Regions from separate parts of the Mus musculus genome. Here region 2 is linked to region 1. The links are chromatin contacts, called in public HiChIP or PLAC-seq maps. All regions are on one chromosome and are shown on one strand. The core of a region is the stretch at or near the end of the contact, and the rest is flanking DNA. Distances in the headings are between cores, read along the strand shown.

Region 1 (6,564 bases), core at 3,171-5,670:
AAATTCAGAAGGCAAATACGGTGACAAAATACACATAAATAACTTTTAGAAGCGGAGAAGAAGAAAAGAATAGGATGGGTAAAATTCATTACACAGTGTAAGGTAATAGGGTTAATTTCAAATATTTATGTCAGGCATGCATGATATTTATGTTTACATGAAATATAAATGCACCAAATGCTGCAGCTGAAGAAAACTTATTTCTGATTGGATGGAGATAAATACAAAAGGAGACAGTCCTAAAACATAAAAGGAGACAAAAGATATAAATACTAGTGAGAGAGAGAGAGAGAGAGAGAGAGAGAGAGAGAGAGAGAAACAAAGAAACAAAGAAAGAAACAAAGAAACAAAGAAAGCTGGGCTGCAGAGATGGCTCAGTGTTTAAGAGCCCTTGAAGCCCTTCCAGAGAGCCCACGTTAGGTTCCCAGCACCCATATAGGAAGGCTCATAATCACCCACAACTCCAGTTCCAGGGGATCTGATGCCTTCCTCTGGCTTCTGTGGCCACCAACACACACAGACACACACAGAGACACAGACACACAAATAAAAAGTAAATAAATCAATCTTTAAAAAGATAGAGGTATTTCTACTGACTTAAAGAGACATTAGGCAAAAAGCACTCCTGGAGGTAGAGATAACAGCAAAAGTTAATTTTACTAAAAGAACATGATAATATTAGATTTCTACTCCTATCATGAGCCTGGAAGGTATAAAGCAAAAGTTAATAATAATACGACAAAAATCAATATATACAATGCATACAATCAGTACAATAGCTTGAAGATGCCTTTTCAGTTTGTTAGAAAGAATACAAAGTGGTATAGAAGAACTGAAGGATTAGATTAAATTAATCAACTAAATTAATGAATTAAATTGAATGAACAATATAAATTAGGAGACCCAAGTTGAAGACATATGTTTTTAAGCACTCCTAGCACACTTATAAACATGACTCATACTCTTGATTATAAGTAAATCTCAATAGATTTCCAGCGACTGTAGCTGTCCATACCGTTCCTCTGGCATGGTAGAAGTCAGTTAAAAGTAACTAGGGCCTGGTGAGATGGCTGAACAGGTAAAGGTGCTTGCTACTAAGCGTGAGTTACGTCCCTGGAACCCAAATGGTAGAAAAGAGAACCAACTCTCTGATGCTGTCCTCTGGTGACCACACACGCACTGTGGTACAAGTTCCCACATCCATTCACAAACACACATGCACACTAAATAAAATGTCATTAATAACTTTGAAAGAAGAGATGGAAACCCTGAAAGGTCCAATACACTGAAGAACTTGTAGCTGGATTCACAAACTTTCCCACAATGCAAAGTCAAGTGCAGACGGCTTCACCGGCAAATTCTACACAACATTCCCAGGAGAACTAACGGCTCCAAGTTGCTCCTAACCCTGTGGAGACTCTGAATCTTTTGCTGGGGAAAATATAATCTAGACCCTCAAACTCAGCAACAAACAGGAAAAAAAATACTCTCTTTGTCTCCTCCCTTCTTTTTCTTCTTTCCCTCCTCCTTTCCCTCCCCTTCTGATGTTCTTAGCAAACTATTAGCAGACTAACTCTAGTTCCAATGAAAAGACATTGTCTAATTGAGTTCCATTCAACCAAGGCAAGAGAGGAAAATGACTGTGGCCGTGGCAGGAACAGATCCTTCCGAGATCCACTTTGAAGAGGAAAATTAAAGTAATCACTACAATATATCCAAGAGAAGTGTGGGTTGAAATTTGACATTATTCATACTCTTTATTTTTGGGGGCTTGTTGAGATTGGACCTTTTTATGCAGCTCAGGCTGGTCTCGAACCCATAATTCTGATTCAGCTTAATTCTATTGCCAGAGGGTGGTGGTACACACTTTTAATCCCTCAGGAAGCAGAGGCAGTTAGATCTCTGAATTCAAGGCCAGTCTAGTTTGTAGAGCAAGGTCCAGGACAGCCAGAGTTACACAGAGAAACCCTGTCTCAAAAAAACAAAACAAAACAAAATCATTCACTATCATACCCAACCCATTCAAGATTAAAAAAAAAAAAATAGCAATCAGAAACAGAACGGAACTTCCTAAATCTGACATTTTAAATGAAAAAAGAAGAAAAGAAGCCCCAAAACACCTCATCAACTATACCTTCAGATGAAACCATCAAGAACTTTCCCTTGGGACTGGAGAGATGGCTCAGCGGTTAAGAGCACTGACTGCTCTTTCAGAGGTCCTGAGTTCAAATCCCAGCAACCACATGGTGGCTCACAAACATCCGTAACAAGATCTGTCGCCCTCTTCTGGAGTGTCTGAAGACAGCTACAGTGTACTTACATATAATAAATAAATATTAAAAAAAAAAGAAGAACTTTCCCTTGAGATTTGCCGTGAGATAAAGAAGCCTGCTGTCACCTTAGAGTCCTAGGAGCAGAGGTTAGGCTAGGAGGCAGAGAGCTTGCTCAGCATGGGCAAGGCCCTGGGTTTGATTCCCAGCACTAACACCAATACACATGCACATGCACACACACACATGCATACATACATGCACACACATGCACATATACACACATGCATATACATATAATACATATACATACATATATACACACATACATACACACACGCACACATAACACATATATACACGTACACACATGCCTATACACATACATACACACATGCATATACACATACACACTTACATACACAATACACACATGCATACATACATAATACATACACATATATATACACATACACACTACATACATACATAATACACATATATACACACACATGCATATATACACTACATACATACATATACATATATACACACACATACACATGCATATACACATACATACATACACACATGCATATACACACACATACATAAACATACATACATACATACATACATACATTCATACACACATACATACATACACACATGCACACATACACACATAGTGCTGGAAAACAAAACAATAAAGGACTGATAAGAAAGAAAGAAAGAAAGAAAGAAAGAAAGAAAGAAAGAAAGAAAGAAAGAAAGGAAGGAAGAGAGAGAGAAAGAAAGAAAGAAAGAAAGAAAGAAAGAAAGAAAGAAAGAAAGGAAGGAAGGAAGAAAGAAAGAAAGAAAGAAAGAAAGAAAGAAAGAAAGAAAGAAAGAAAGAAAGAGAAAAAAACCCGAGAAGATAAAATCAGCTTCATCCCTCATCAAGATATTCTGAGTACATAAAAAAACCCCAAAAGAACCCACATGCAAAGCACTGGGCAGGTTTTCTAGTGTGTGTGTGTGTGTGTGTGTGTGTGTGTGTGTGTGTGTGTTGGCTAATGTTGGTTTCAACTTGACACACCTGGGAAAAGAGGACTTCAAAAGAAGAAACTTTCTAAATAGGACTGTGGTTATAGCCAAATGGTAGCATTTCCTAGTATGCACAAAGCCCCAGTACAGTAGGGAGATGGGCATGGAGGGAGGGAGGGAGAGAGGGAAGGAGGGAGGGAGGGAGGGGAGGAGGGAGGGAGGCTTCTCAAGCAGGCAAAGCCATACTTCATGGTTTAGGAATGTAGACACAGGTGGCAAAGTTGATATAAAACCAGGGGGACTTTTCTAAAGACTGAAACAATGCTCCGCTCTGATGCAGGGGCATTGTGGAAAGAGGACAGAGTCTGCCAGGGTGGCACCTCTTTCTTCACAAGGGTGGTGCTGACATGTGGTTTGCTGATTATTTTTGTTAAACAATATATGTACCCTGCATATTCTCTCACAAGTTCCAGCACTCGGGAGACAGAGGCAGATCTCTGTGAGTTCAAGGCTAGCCCAGGCTACATAGTGAGTTCCAGGACAGTCAAGGCTACCTACTGAGATCCTGTCTTAAAACAAACAAACAAAAATAAATAAATAAATAAATAAATAAATAAATAAATAAATAAATAAATGAAAACAAATAAATAAAGGGTAATCCTTACATTTGGGAGGTGGAAGCAGGAGGATGAGTTTAAAGCCTGCTTCAGCTACACAGCAAGTTCAAGTTCAAGTTCAAGCAGTCTGTGCTGGGACAGGGGGACCATAAACAACCTTCCACTGCAGCCCAGACAGTGAGGACCCCTGATGACATCTTTTAAGAACAGTGGTCATGGGACACTAGGACTGCTTGGTGATAGCATGATATGAAAGGCAAGCCAAGGTCAGAGGCTGCCTGAGTAGAGAGCTCTCAATGCAACAGTCACTTCCACCCAAGGACATCAAGTCATGCAAAGGACTTACAAAGGACCACTAAAGGTGTGCCTTTTTAAACATCCACACAGATCCATTTTTATTTCTTATTTCTTTGGGTTTTTAAAAGACTTTTAATTTAAAATATATGTGCCTATACGTCTGTATGAGCAACGCATGTGCCACATGAACGCAGGATCCCACAGAAGCCAGAAGAGGGTGCCAGAGCACCTGGAGCGGCCCAATGTGGCTATGAGGAACTAAAACTAAGCTCCTATCTTCTGGGAGAGAAGCAAGTGCCTTTAACCACAGAGCCATTTCTCCGACCCCTAGAGAGTCCCTTTCTAAATGATTCATCACTAATCGCTAGTGCTCTCCCCCTCACTGTTTAAATATTTGCTCATACTCCAAGTTTCATTCCTACAAAAGAGGAGGAAACTGTGGGCCACTTAGGGTTCCTGCCCTTGTATTTCCCTTCTCCCTGTCCTGTCGACTGAGCCCTTCCATTCCAGCTATAAGGAGCCCTGTGACAGGAGTGGGCGTCACACCAGAGAGGTGTTGACCTTCACCCTGATAGAAACGGCTCTTCTGGGAGCAAGCAGTTTCCAGACTGAGGAAGTTCAGGCTGCTACTCTTATTCAAACCTCCTTTTGCATGTTTCGAGAGATTCGGTTGTGTGTCTGTGCTTCCCCATAGACTGCCTGGTCTTGGCTGTGCAGAAGGCACCCAGCTGAAGCATTCACAGAAGCCGTTTTTCTCCCTGTGGGCGATGTTGGGGATTTGTACTTTGCCGTTACTTTAATTGTTTTTTCTATTAATGTGTGTGTTGTAGGGATGATGTGTGTGGGCATGGGGTGGTCATAGAAGCCACCGGATGCAAGTGGAGGTCAGAGTCCGTTCTTACCTTCTGCCTTTGTGTGGTCATTTGTGGTATTATTTGGCTCTGGTCCCAGGTAGCTGGGATTCCTGTTACAGTCCCTTGCATGGCAGGTCTGTGAGGATGCTGTAACTGCCATGCAGCTTGTGTGGCCACGTGCCCCTCTGTCAGAGTCTGCGACTACAATGACTGTGGCCGAGTTCCAAGATGCCATTCCCACTTCGTCAGTCCTCACTGGACCCCACAAGGCACAGCTTGGGCTGGTGTTCTTGGTGTCCAGAGTTCAGTAGCTCCGGGATGCTTACAGGAGGGTTGTGGCACCACAGGGCTTTAGTGTGAGCCTGAGTGAGAGGGTAACGTGGATTCTGCTCCTCACCCTTTGGTTTTACGTTGGCTGTTGTGACTGCTTGTCACTGCCTCAGCATTAAAATGCCAGAAATGACCTAGTCATTGCTCTCTTCCCTGACCTGGCTCCCAAGCGCCCCCCTCCCTCCATCACTTATCACAGTGAATTCTGTTTTTGCATCTGTCTCAGCCAGCTGCACAGCCTCACAGGAGATACATCTGAGTTTATATCCATTTCCTGTCCTGTGTTTGACTGTAGCAAACCCAGAGAAGAAGTATCTGTAGTGGTGGCAACTCTGCACAACTAACCTGCTTTGTCCCAAGTCACCCACACTTCCATAGGCAGGCCTTAGCTGAGCCTCTTGCAGGGGTGTGGCTCAGCACCCTACCATGGAGATGTCAGAGTTGTGTGGTGACAAAGAGGACTTGAGGACACAATAAGTCTGGGCTGAGTTAGGTTCTGTCGGGGACAAACCTAAACCCAGCAGTCAACCACCTCACTGGCGACCTCATCAGGGACTGGGTGAAAAGGGACTTTCCACTGAGTGCTAACCCTGTGCCTGACACATCTCCTCCTTTGGGTAGAAACTCACCATGAAGTTCTCCAAGGGGAAACCGCTCTAGAGCAAGAGACAGGTACTAAGGCTTGCTCTGGGTGGAGACCGTTCTGGCTGGTCAGTGGGCTCCTGAAGTTCTCTGAAAGGGTCTTGAAGAGGATAGGATGAAGGGAGCAAATCAGCATGAATACACACACACACACACACACACACACACACACACACACATACACACACATATATATACATACATATATATGCATATATACATACATACACACAGAGATAGATAGATAGATAGATAGATAGATAGATAGATAGATAGATAGATAGATAGATAGATAGATAGATAGATGAACATATATGCATCTTAGGGTAAGGTCATTATTTGCCCTGGAGAGAAAGAACACCATACACAACACTTGTTTACCTCTCTCTCCTGGGATCCTGTTTTAATCAGGGTTTCTACTGCAGTGATGAAACACCATGACTAAAATGCAAGTTTGGAAGGAAAGGGTCCATTTACCTTCCACTTCCACATCACTGTTTACAACTGAAAGGAGCAGGACAGGAACTC
Region 2 (6,269 bases), core at 3,743-6,242, 410 kb before region 1:
GAGGAGGCTGACAGAAGAGCTGGCCTTGGGGAGATCTGGCCACTGTAGATTTGCTATGTAGAGTCTGGGCTAGATAGGCAGCTGTCTCACCCCAAATCCACTGGGAAGTGCTGGGAACAGACTATGGGTCCTTGGGACAACTTTAGTCTAGTAGGGATAGTGCCAAAGATAGGAGGGAGATAGGGTGGGTCATCTAAATCTTCTTGCAGTTCCAGCCTGGAGCCAGTGTGGGTTCTGGGCAAGTGACTGGGCCTCAGTTTTCCTGCCTATAGAATGGGAGCAGAGTAGTGCTTGTCTTGCACGGCTAACAGGGCACAGCCTACTCACCATACAGCTGCTGGATGCCCCGAAGGTCATCTTCGGGCAGCTGGAAGTTGTCGGTATCCATCCACTGGTAGAAGGGTGCCATAATAGCGCTGGGGTTACTTGAGTGTTCTAGCCCCAGGGCATGGCCCAGCTCATGCACGGCCACCAGAAAGAGGCTGATTCCTGTCGGGAAGGCATATTCAGTCACTCCGGTCATCTAGGCCCTCCAGGCTGCCATGGACCCTACTCTTGCTTCTCTCTTGGATGGGACTGAGCTTCTCTTACTTTTGGCTTCTATTTTCCCCATCTGAGAAATGGGTCCAACATCCCCTTCTCTTCCCACCTTCCCTTGGTGGGACAACAGACTGAGATTAAGTACAAGGCTTCAGAGTCATGAATAGGGGACATTCTCTCCTCCTGAGCCTGAAGCTACTGAGCTGGAGGGACCAGCCAAGCTTAGGCACTGCCCTGCCTGCTCCCACCCTGTCCTGGCCAGCTGTCCTCACCATGCAGGTCAGTGCTGGAGAAGGTCCAGGGTTCATCTGCGTCGAAATGGGTGTCCCCACCCAGACCAGGGCCGGGGAAATAAGCGTGGGCCAGAAAGCCACCCACGCCATCAAACGGTGAGCTGTCGCCATGGAAGCCAGAGGCAAAGAGTACCATGATGTCAGCCTCCGCTCGCCTTCGTAGCCGAATGTCATCATAGGATACTTCCTGGAAGACCAATGGTGTGACCTGCTCCCACACTTGGAAAGCCCTGCGCACCGCCTCCATGGAGTTGTACCAGCCCAGCTTCTCAGTGTAGTTCTGGATGCTGCGGGTGGGCGGGGAGATAAGAGTTAACAGGGCCCTAACAGAGATAAGGGCCTATGGGATACCACCGTCCATTGCTGCCACCTTCCTAAGATTACATAATGATGCCACGCTATCCACTCTTAGATATGAATTAGAACTTGTCACATCCAGTAATTTTTTAAGATACGGCCCTACGTTTTCATGGTGGAAGACAAGCAGATTTAAAATAAGAAAGACAGTGAGGCTTGGTGGCGGCCTATGCCTTTAATCCCAGCACTCAGGAGGCTGGAGCAAAGTGGATCTCAAAGTTCAAGGCCAGCTGGTCTACAGAGTAAGTTCCAGGCTAGCCAGAGCTACATAGTGAGACCCTGTCTTGAAAAACCAAAAAGAAACAAAGAAAATAAAAATACAGTCAGGAGGTGGGTATGGTAGTGTACCCCTGAAATCCCACCACTTGGAAGCTGGAGGTAGTAAGGTCGGGGGTTCAAGGTTAGCTTCAGCTACATCGTAAGCTTGAGCGCATACTGGGTATTACATGAGGACCTGACCTCGTCTTAGCAACCCTCCCCACACCCCCAAATCTCAAAACAAAAGGTAGTAAAAATAGTAAGTGAAAGAAAGCACAGCTCTTTGTGGCCATGGGATAGAGGCAGCTGAAGTCTAGGAAACAAGCCAAGCCACCCTGGATATTGACCCTAGGGCTAGGCAGACCCTAACTTTAGCTGTGTGACTTTGGACATTTGACTAGACAGATTCAGTTTCTCTATTTGAAAGACAGCAAAAGGGGAGGAGCTAATGCTTTCTTTGTGTGTGTGTGTGTGTGTGTGTGTGTGTGTTTGTGTGTGTGTGTGTGAGTCCTCGAGAGGATTAAGTGAGATACTGCACAAAGGATATATATACAGCCCAGAGCAGGGGCTCTCAACCTTCCTAATGCTCCGACCCTTTAATACAGATCCTCATGGTATGGTGTGGTCACCACCCCCAACCATAAAATCATTGTATTGCTACTTCATAACCATAATTTTGCTACTGCTATAAACTATGATATAAATATCTGATATGCATGTTATCTGATATGCCACTTCAGAGTGGTTGCAACCCATATATTGAGAACCACTGGTCTAGAGCCTGCATATGAAGCAGAAAGCCTGCCCCTTCCCTGAGGATTAGACTCAGCTGCTGGTGCAGATAGACTGTCATAAACCACAAGGGGCAGGGGGACACTGACCTAGTGGACCATGCATTTGCTCAAGGATCTGAGACCTGAGTTAAAGCAGGATGTCTGTCCCCCACACCTACTGACCACACTGATTCAAGAGCTCGTCTGGTCACATTAGGCCAGTATAGCTTGCAACCAGCTGGGGTCAGATAAGGACCAAGCAGGAGACACGTGACAGTGACCCATCTTTCCCTGGAGGGAGGCCCTAGATTGTGAGCTGGGACTGAGTAAGGCCAGGCCTCTTCTGGGAAAACCCAAGTCCCCCTGAGAGGGCAGAACAGCGCCCCTTGAAGCTGGACCCGTACCTGAAGGTCAGGTGGTAATTGTTCCATGCCTTTCCTGTCAGGGTGTAACGTTTCCGCCGTCGACGCAGGTTGGCTTTCACATGTACCCCAAACTGATCAGGAACCCCACATCGGGGCCGCTTCATCCACCTGGATCACAGATATAGAGGGGTCAGCTTTGGGTTATCTCTTCCAGGCAGCGTCTTGCTTCCCAATCTTCCCTCAGAGGGATGTTTTGGGGGTGGGAGACTCTGGCTTCCAGAATAGTGGGTAAAGAGATTCCATTTTAAGAAGATTGAACGCTAAGGAGTGACTCAAAAATGTATGCTCCTGCTCCTGAGTATAATCCAAGCATGGGCTGGGTTCTCTTGTGGCCTCCTGTCCCAGTTGTGTCAAGCTCGGTGCTTCTCAATGTATCTGTAGGTCCTATCAATTCTAATAGAGTAAGGCCTAGCTAGGTTGTCCCAACCAGGGGTTTGGTACTGCACGTCCCATTCTCATGCCTATAGCAGGTATCACTAATTGAACATGATGCTCTTCCTGACAAAGCTGGACTATTTCTATCTCATCTCTTTTTTTATTTATCTATTTTTTAAATGTATGTGTATGTATGTGTGTCTGCATGAATTTATGTGCATTGTATACATACAGGTGTCTGTTGGGGTTCTCAAAGATACCTAGGAACTGGAATTATAAGTGGTTGCAAGCTGTCTCCTGTGGGTATTAGGAACTGAACCCAGGGCCTCTGAATGAGCAGTCAGCAATCTTAACACTCCAGCCTCTATGTTATCTTTTTTAGCATAAGGCTTCAGGCAACCATACTAAACAATAAACATTAGCATGAAGATCAAACCATCAGTCATTCCTCATCCAGGCCACTCTCCTCTGAAAATGTCATATACCAAAGGCTCCTCAGAGCAGGCTGGAGGCCAGGAGGCCCATGGTGTCTGGAAGGGGTCACGTGGAGGGACTCGGACTCACGTTTTCGTCTCTTCATCAAGCACACCCGTGACAGGGATCCCATAGAAACTCTGCATCTCGGCAAGGGCGGAGGCCAGGATCTGGGCAGAGCGCATGGTGGACATGTGGCGGCTGGGCTGGGGTAGGTAGCCATAGAGCCGCAGCCAGTTCTGCAAAGTAGCCAAACCCGGTTTGCTCAGTCACTGCTCAGAACCCTCCAAGACCTCCCAATTCAAAGGACATTCAGTTCTTCCGGGGCCTATAAAGCCCTCACCACCCAGCCCACCTCAACTCTCTAGCTTCCATCCTGCCGACTGGTACACTATTCCTTGCCATCCCTCTGCCCCTCAGCGTGGGATCATTCTGCTCCAGGCAGGCTGCTGGGGACCCTCAAGTATTCAGAATCTCTCTAAGAGGTTAAGAGGGCACTGGGTCCTGTGGAACTGTAATTACCGGCAGTTGTAAACCATGCATTCAGTTGCTAAGGACCAACATCTGGTCCTCTGCTGGAGCAGCAAATACTCTTAACTGCTGAACCATCTCTCCAGCTTTGGAGAGAGAGAGAGATTGAGAGAGAGAGAGAGAGAGAGAGAGAGAGAGAGAGAGAGAGAGAGAGAGAGAGTGTGTGTGTGTGTGTGTGTGTGTGTGTGTATGTGTGTGTGAGGTTTTGAGACATGGTTTCTCTGTGTAACCTTAGCTTTTCGGAAACTTGCTTTGTAGATCAGGCTGGCCTCAAACTCAAAGAGATTTGCCTGCCTCTGCCACCCAAGTTCTGGGATTAAGGCATATTGCCACCAAGCTCAGTCCAACCCCTCTTTTTTTTTCAAGACAGGGTTTCTCTGTATAGTCCTGGCTGTCCTGGAACTCACTCTGTAGACCAGGCTGGCCTAGAACTCAGAAATCCGCCTGCCTCTGCCTCCCAAGTGCTGGGATTAAAGGTGTGCGCCACCACCGCCCAGCCCCTCTTTTTAATTAAAATTTTTAGTTAAGTTTGTGTGCATTCAGGTTCCCATGGAGTCGAGAATAGGGTGTTGAGTCCCTGGAGCTAGAGTTAGAGGTGACTATGAGCCCTATCACATAGCACTGGGAATGAGCATGGGTCCTCTGTAAGGACATGCTCATAACTGCTCAGCCATCTCTCCAGTACCTTTTAAAAAAATGATAGTTTTGGTTTATTCTTTGAAAATTTCTGACATTTATCCAATGCGTTTTGAACATACCCTCATCTGTGTTGGAATTTTGACTGGCTTGATCTTATGCAGGTCTTACGCAGGTTATCACATCTGCTGTCAGCTGATGCGTTCCACAGACATGCCACACCTGAGAGTCATTTTTTTTTACAGCTCTCCCTCCTATCCATCAGCTTGTAATTTTTTTCTGTCCAACCTTTCACCCAGCCCTGATCTGTTAATATAGATGATTCATCCACAGCTGAACACACACAGTCACACACACTTGGCACTTTGACCACTGGTGAGTCTCTGCATTAACCACTATCCACTGTGCAAAGAGGCTTCTCTGACCAAAGTTAAGACCAACACAAATCTATGGGTTTAAATAAAAATACTTAGAAGGCAGTCCAACAGCCTTTAACATAATATTATTTAATAGTATTTAACATAATAGCAGAGGATTCAGCCCTGGCGCCTATGGTTTTCTGGGTCATGAGCCTTTTCTCTTTCTTTTCTTCTTTCAAATTCTCATTTTATGTGAATGAGTGATTGTTTACCTATATGTGTGTGCACCGTGAGTGCCTGGCGCTCACAGAGGTTAGAAGTGGATGTTAGATTCCCTAGGACTAGAGTTACAGACAGTTGTAAGCTACCTGAACCACGCCGTCACCTGCAAGAACACACACACACACACACACACACACACACTCCTTTTTTTTCTCTTTTTTTTTTTGAGCCAAGGTCTCTCTTCTATATAGCTCTGGCTATCCTGGAACTTGCCTTGTAGACCAGGCTGGCCTCAAACTCCTAAGAGATCAGCCTGCCTCTGTCTCCTGAGTACTGAGATTAAAGGTGTATGCTACCATGTCTGGCTTTATTTATTTTGGGTGTGTATGGTCACACATGTGAAGGTCAGAGGTAGGTTCTCTCCTTCTACCACGTGGGTCCTAGGAATCGAACTCAGGTCTCCAAGCTTGATGGCAAACACCTTTATCTACTGAGCCATCTCATTGGCTCCTCTGTTCAGAATCTTTTAAGGTTTCACCAGGTAGGAAATCCAGCAGGCCCTAAAGCCTCTAGGAGTATGTGGGGGCCAGGGATTGGGGGAGGAGAGACAGGCTCAGGCAGGAGGATGTGTGCCAAGAGGATGTGACAGAGTTCTGCTATGACTTATTTATTTTATTTTGAAACAGGGTCTCTAAGTCAGACTGGCCTTTAACTTCTATGTAACCAAAGGATAACCTTAAATGCCTCATTTTCCTGCCTCCACTTCCCAAGATTACAGGTGTGCACTACCATGCCTGGCTTCATGCAGTGCTGGGGCTCAAACTCAGGCCTTCATGCGTGCTAGGCAACCATCCTACCCACAGACCTACATCTCCAGCTCCTACCATCTGCACTGGATGCTTCCTCATCTGTAAAATGAAGACCAGTGTGCTGTTACAGGGTGGCTCAGTTACCATTGCTGTGCTGAAACACCATTGAAGGGATCAGTATTCAGTATAAGATACCTCAAGACCTAGTTCTCAGCAC

Evidence for each region. HiChIP or PLAC-seq counts read pairs in DNA pulled down with a chosen protein or histone mark.
Region 2: a contact with region 1 is called in a FOXA1 HiChIP or PLAC-seq map of pancreatic cancer cells. The contact joins two enhancer-like sites. A contact is called at or near these places in 2 of 39 promoter capture datasets (embryonic stem cells and hippocampal neurons), 2 of 115 datasets of contacts at active chromatin or transcription factors (embryonic hindbrain and pancreatic cancer cells) and 1 of 9 other capture datasets (embryonic stem cells).

What each region holds. Positions count from the first base shown.
Region 1 is chr8:94,953,202-94,959,765 of GRCm38.p6, reverse strand. No RefSeq gene overlaps it. Among named protein-coding and RNA genes, the nearest start is that of Gm30968, 20 kb to the left of the region's middle. Within about 2 kb of position 4,420, at least 98 of the 459 cell types and tissues checked have an H3K27ac peak or open chromatin away from gene starts, as enhancers often do. A contact at or near this core is called in pancreatic cancer cells, where this site is marked.
Region 2 is chr8:95,362,779-95,369,047 of GRCm38.p6, reverse strand. It overlaps Mmp15 (matrix metallopeptidase 15), which reads right to left. Exons shown (of 10, transcript NM_008609.4): 2 at 3,586-3,734; 3 at 2,626-2,754; 4 at 813-1,120; 5 at 328-489. Among named protein-coding and RNA genes, the nearest start is that of Mmp15, 14 kb to the right of the region's middle. Within about 2 kb of position 4,992, at least 15 of the 459 cell types and tissues checked have an H3K27ac peak or open chromatin away from gene starts, as enhancers often do. A contact at or near this core is called in pancreatic cancer cells, where this site is marked.